Regions from separate parts of the Mus musculus genome. Here region 2 is linked to region 1. A link is a contact called in public Hi-C data. All regions are on one chromosome and are shown on one strand. The core of a region is the stretch at or near the end of the contact, and the rest is flanking DNA. Distances in the headings are between cores, read along the strand shown. Region 1 has its middle 38 kb from the start of Gm30944. Region 2 has its middle 18 kb from the start of Gm52637.

What was found. Hi-C and Micro-C count contacts between places; a contact is called where the count stands out from the background.
Region 2: a contact with region 1 is called in a Hi-C map of cerebral cortex, with 2.1 times the contacts expected there. The contact joins two enhancer-like sites. A contact is called at or near these places in 2 of 484 Hi-C or Micro-C datasets (cerebral cortex and myocytes) and 1 of 9 other capture datasets (embryonic stem cells).

What each region holds. Positions count from the first base shown.
Region 1 is chr3:84,983,780-84,986,682 of GRCm38.p6, reverse strand. No RefSeq gene overlaps it. Among named protein-coding and RNA genes, the nearest start is that of Gm30944, 38 kb to the left of the region's middle. Within about 2 kb of position 1,477, at least 13 of the 459 cell types and tissues checked have an H3K27ac peak or open chromatin away from gene starts, as enhancers often do. A contact at or near this core is called in cerebral cortex, where this site is marked.
Region 2 is chr3:85,367,050-85,369,807 of GRCm38.p6, reverse strand. No RefSeq gene overlaps it. Among named protein-coding and RNA genes, the nearest start is that of Gm52637, 18 kb to the left of the region's middle. Within about 2 kb of position 1,302, at least 58 of the 459 cell types and tissues checked have an H3K27ac peak or open chromatin away from gene starts, as enhancers often do. A contact at or near this core is called in cerebral cortex, where this site is marked.

The DNA.
Region 1 (2,903 bases), core at 228-2,727:
AGCCCTGTTAACACAGTTATACCCCAGCCCCTCTAGCTCTCTTTTTTAAATCTCTGCTTTTCTTTTTCTCTCAGGGTTTAATTTGTTTTTCTCAAAGGCACCTCAGCAGTCCTTCCAATCAGCTTTCAATTCTGTTCATTTTCTTGTTCCAGTCTAATCTTCTAATTTTTTTATTTTTCCCTACTTTAGCTTTCCATTTATGTCTTCTTAACTCTTTTAATTTTTATTTTGAATAGATAATTTTTCTCCCATATTTCAGTTTCCATGAGCTCTTTTTAAAAGTTGCATTTTACCCCCTTACACGATGCAGTGTTTTCTCCTGTGAGGGTAACATGATTCTTTATAAGATTTCATATTCTTTGTGTGTGTGCACAACAGTATAGGTGTCTACAGAGGCATCAGATCCCTTAGAGCTGGAGGTGTAGGCAGTTGTGAGTCAGCGTGGGTGCTGGGACCCAATGGTGGTCCTCTGTTAGAGCAGTATGTGCTCTTAACCACTGAGCCAGCTCTATAGTTCCATATTATAGTCCCTTACCAAGGTTTCTTATGGTATTTGGGTGGGGGGTGTTACTCTGAAATTTCACCCTTTTTCCAAATGCTCAGCCATCCTATCATATTTAAGAGACTGACAGTGAAAGACCAAGAAACCTGGGCATGATTTTGCATGCTTTCGATTCCCAAGTGCGGGCTAAGATGGAAGTGGGCTAAGATGGAAGTTTCGTCTCTCAGGAAATGAGACTCCACTGCACACTATATTCCCAAAGGGAGACTTTCAGATCCCTGGCACATTTGGGAAGGCATTTTGAATATTGTACCCCGGAAGTCTTATTGATGAGTAAGTCTGAAAATGGTCACCAAGACACTGTTAGTGGTAGTGGCAGTGACGACGATGATCACTGCAAAGTGAATTAGTCACACACTCTGGCCTCCACACATGTAGGATGCCACCGTGTACATGTCTCCCAGTAAATAATAAGTGTAAGAAAAAATTAAAACTTGTAGAGTCACACAGGTGGCTGAAATGGAATTTGGATCCGGTTGTCTCTCCTTCCTGATGATGGTAATAGCACTCGGCTGCTGAGATGTGTTGAGGATTCACCGTGCACGCCTTTACCTTCTGCATGGTCTGGCCTCCTTTCAAGCCTCAGAATGCAGAAGCTTGCTGTTCCTCTCTTTGGATGGCTGTTTTTGGCACACAAGTAGACCAGTAACATTTATTTTTAAAAATTCTTATGTAACTGAAGTATTTAACTTCTGTAGCAATTCCCTGCCCCCCTGCCCAAGGACCTGAAAACAGACCTTCTTTAAAAATTATAATTACATTTATTATTCCTGTAGAGGGAGGGAACAGGCATGTTGAGGTCAAAGGGCAACTCGTGGGAGTTAGTTTTCATCTTCCACTGTGTGGATCTCAGGGATTGAACGCAGGCTGTCATGCTTGATGACAAGCACCCTTCTGGCTGAGTCATCTCGCCCGCCCTAAAAAAGGTGGCTTATGACTTTCCCAACACAATTTCCCCACTCCTCCTGTATTTCCTCTGCTGTGCGGAGCTCAGAGAACAAATTGTTCTCTAGCAACTCTTTTGTTTTTGCAGTTGGAGAGATTGAGGGGATCCCAGCACACAACACTAGAAAACTGACTCGTGTTTTCTACAGTTCTCTCCAGTTGAGTTAAGGCTCGTGGTTGTTATATCTTCCAAATTGATAGGTCAAGAATGAGGATCACTGGTATGATATGCACACACACACACACACACACACACACACACACACACCCTCAGGTTTGCAAGACAGTGAGATATTCTGAATGAGATATACATAGTGCATAGTGGTCCATACCTTTAATCTCAGCACATGGGCAGCGTAAACAGATATAGCTTTGTGAGTCTGAGGTTAGCCCGGTCTATGTAGAGCATCCCATGACATTTAGGGCTGCATCATGAGAACTTTTCTTTAAAAAAAAGGCGGTGGGTGGATCCCCTAATGCAAGTTTCTCTTCTTGTGTGTGTGTGTGCTTGGCAATAAAATGAGATTATCTGTAATAAAAGTGTTTCATTACACAAGTCAATTACAAATATTTACAGTCCAAGTGTACAAGGCAGCTGAAGTTAGAGTAGTTGTTAGGTCTCAAACCTGGGACAAAGAGCTGAGGCGCTGATTTAACTGGATCAAACTGGATCTGGTGGCCAGGTTCTCCCAGCATCCCTCAGTCCCTGTTACAGGGTCCTCTTGGCTGGCATACTCTGCCCTCTACCCTAAACTTCTGCAGCCCAAGGGCTGGGCTGCCCTTCCCCTAGCTGCTCTTCCCTATAGAATCCAGCCATTTTGGCTACACCAGCCCTTTTGGCCTCTTGCTCCAAGCTCCCTCCTCTCTATCCCTCTTCTTCCTTCTCACTTCTCCTCACATGATCCACCTCAGTCTGCTGGTCATGTCCACTATGGACTCTCTCCCTGATGCCTCTGTCTGCACTCTCCCTCCTATCTACCATAAGACTTCTCCTCTACCGTACCTAGTATACCATGCCCTCCTTTTATTCTTTTTTTTTCTTCATTCAGTAATAACTACAAATCCTTAATGACTACATGTCAAGCCCTATACTAACTTGACCTACATTGTGTCATGTTGTCCTCATATTACCTCACCTACAGATGAGAAGACTAAGTTGTGAGACTGGCCAATTCACCTTGAAACTGAAGAGGCTACATAAGGGCAATGAGTTACTGGAAGTTGTAGTACTTTAAGATGGGCATGGGTTGCTGGGAGTTGTAGTCCTCCTGATGGGCAGAGCCATGCCACAATGAGATGCACTTCTAATACACAAACCTAATGATCTCCTTAAACATATCACAAGGAAGGGACCCACATTTACTACTTTGTTGTATGGTTCTGATTCTAAGCACTC
Region 2 (2,758 bases), core at 53-2,552, 380 kb before region 1:
CACATTGTCAGTCTCACTCTAACAGCCCCGAAGCTGGTGGTATTCCCCAAGGATGGACGATGGTCAATCCCTGCTGCAGGATTAACGTGCTTATGCCATTTGCATTAGCCTGTTTGCAACGACAATAAATTCATTTCTAAAGTCCTCTGAGAGAGGGATGAGTATTATCCCCTGACCCGCAGGACAAGGTTAAGTGACCACCCCAAATGAACACAGCTAGTAAGTCCAAGGTTTAGACACTGAGTTCAGAGCGCTCTGACCCCAAGCCTTGCTCTCTGAGCACTCATCTCTTTCTGGTGCTGTAGGTATTTTAAGCTGTGCCTGGGCTTGCTCACCAGATGGCTTTTTAATCTCTCTCCTGTTGCTACATTATTAATCTCTAAATTGTTTAGCGGTGAGATGAACTGGTACAGGGGCGAGGCTTCCTGGAAGAACTGCTGACATTTTACAAGGGCCTGGGAGGGTGGTGCAGCTTTGGGTAGAGGAGGGAGAGACAGCAGCTCACTAGGGCTGGGGAAATAACAGTGGAACTCTGCAATATGGCACCTACCATTCTGGAAACCAGACAGATACACTCTTTTCTCTTAACAAAAAAAAAAGCTGTGCGCTCAAATTAGTCAAACATTTAACTGTCGGTGGCTTCCTGATAGTGCCTGCTCCAAAAGGGATAAAAAAACAAACCTCCTTGCAACTCCATTTTCAGAGTGTCTATGACTCGATGAGACATTGGGTTGTTTTTCTCCCTCGCTGCAGAGTGATGGATGCTTCCGGCAGAGTTGCAAGTAGCAAAGTCCCACAGCCTGGAAGCTTTCCCTCGCTTATAGAGTGAGTCATGCTAATCCTGCAGAGGGGCAGCTGCCATACGCCCTTCGAATAGGCTGCGTGTAGGAGGTCGATGGAGTTTGATGGGGCTCTTGGGTGGCTGCATCTCCACGGAATGGAGGGCATGGTGCCCTCAGATGAGCAGAACAGAGGGAGGCTAGAAATCTGAAAAGCTAAGTTATTCTGCCGAGCATAAAGCATTTGAACCTGCCCCACCCTTCCCACTTCCCGTCTGCTCGTTATTCACCACAGTAATATTTGGGCACTTTGAAAAGAACGATATTTTAAAATGAAGCTATTCCAAGGAGAAGGAAAAATATCTTCATTTGGCATCCACCAGTCATGCAAATTAGCCCAAATAAAAATAAGACTGAAGGCAACTTCGAATATTATTGTACTTTTCCAGGCTCCTGCCAGTCTCTGCTGTCAATTGAAACCACCCTCCATCCTGGGTGACAATGATGTAAGCAGGGCTTATGATCTTGCCCAGATCCGTGCAGAAGCAGGCACTCAGAAAGCATGGATACCAGAGATTCTTTATGCAGATCTTGTTAGAACCTAGTCCTTGAAGTGACATGGCGCTCTCCATGACAGGACTTTGTACAAGTATGTTTCTACAGTGTTGATGATACATTGTTGGTTCATTAAAGATTAGTCTATCAAATATCCTAAGACTCCCCACGTTCTTCCTGGGAGACCAGTCCAAGTACCTGCAGAAGGGGGCAGAATTAGAAGGGTCAGATATGATGCAGACTGTTTAGAAACTCCACACCCCTTGCTATGAAACAGACGTGGAAGTGGATGAAGAATTTCCAGGACCCCTTGTCCAGGAAGTCCTCACAATGGTACCCAAGTCACTCCTCTCGTGCTTCTGAGGCGATGAAGCTGTGTCTTTTCTCTCTCCTTTCACTTCTGTCTGCTCTGCCCCTCTCTTTCTTTTCTGTCCTTAGTCTCTCTTTTGCCTTCTCTCCTTCCTATGTGAATGTACACTGTGTTTGTTCTGGGCTGCAGGGTCACCTCCACTTGCTATACATAAGCCCAGAACTGAAGATACATTCCATGGTTATTTGAGACAATGGTTGATGCTTCTTACTGTTGGTTTCCTAGCGTTGTGATTGAAATGGCATCACTGGATACAGTCTCAAAGTCCTTCCCCCACACTATTTATGGACAGTTCTGAAAGTTCTCAGCCATCTATATTTGTACTAAGCTACTATTTCAGTGTGATGTCAAAGCAACTGGGACAACATCCTCACTTGGCTAGTCACAGAGGAGACAAACATGTTGGTATAGATGTTTTACATTTGTCTTTCAAGGGTCATGAGGTTGGTGGCTGCAGAGATATCACACCAATGGAACCTATGAGCTAGCAATCCTTCCTTCAAAAACAATCTTCTTTCAATAAGTCCTCTCTTTCCTCTTTCCATGTTTTTTTCCCCTTCTCTTCCTTCTCTCCCTCTGGCAAGATCCTGTTCTTCAGCTTAGAAAACTTTCCTGTGTGGAACATACAGGAGCTGTATGGAGAAGGACAGAGCCATCCAAAGGAGGCTGAGCAGATTTCTGAACTGCCCCATGGACCCCACTCTCCCACTTGGTTTTGTTTGCTGCCAAAGCAATACCCTATACCTCAGTAAAGTATGACCCCTTCACCAATGATGCTTTGTTCAGTCTTCATTACAGGCCACATTTTCTCTGGGATTTCCTCTAACCTTAGTTCTCAATCCTCCCAGCAGATCAGACTTGCGATTTCAGTCATGTGGTCTCAGTATTATGCACACTCCTTGATCCATTAACTCTCCTAGAGCTAGTTCTTTATATTGGCATGTATTCAGGCATAACAGTAGCCATCAGAGATGAGTAAGACCTTTGTTGAATAAGTAATAAATGTTGCTGAATTGGAATATTATGCAGTCATTTCTTATAATATAAAAGATCA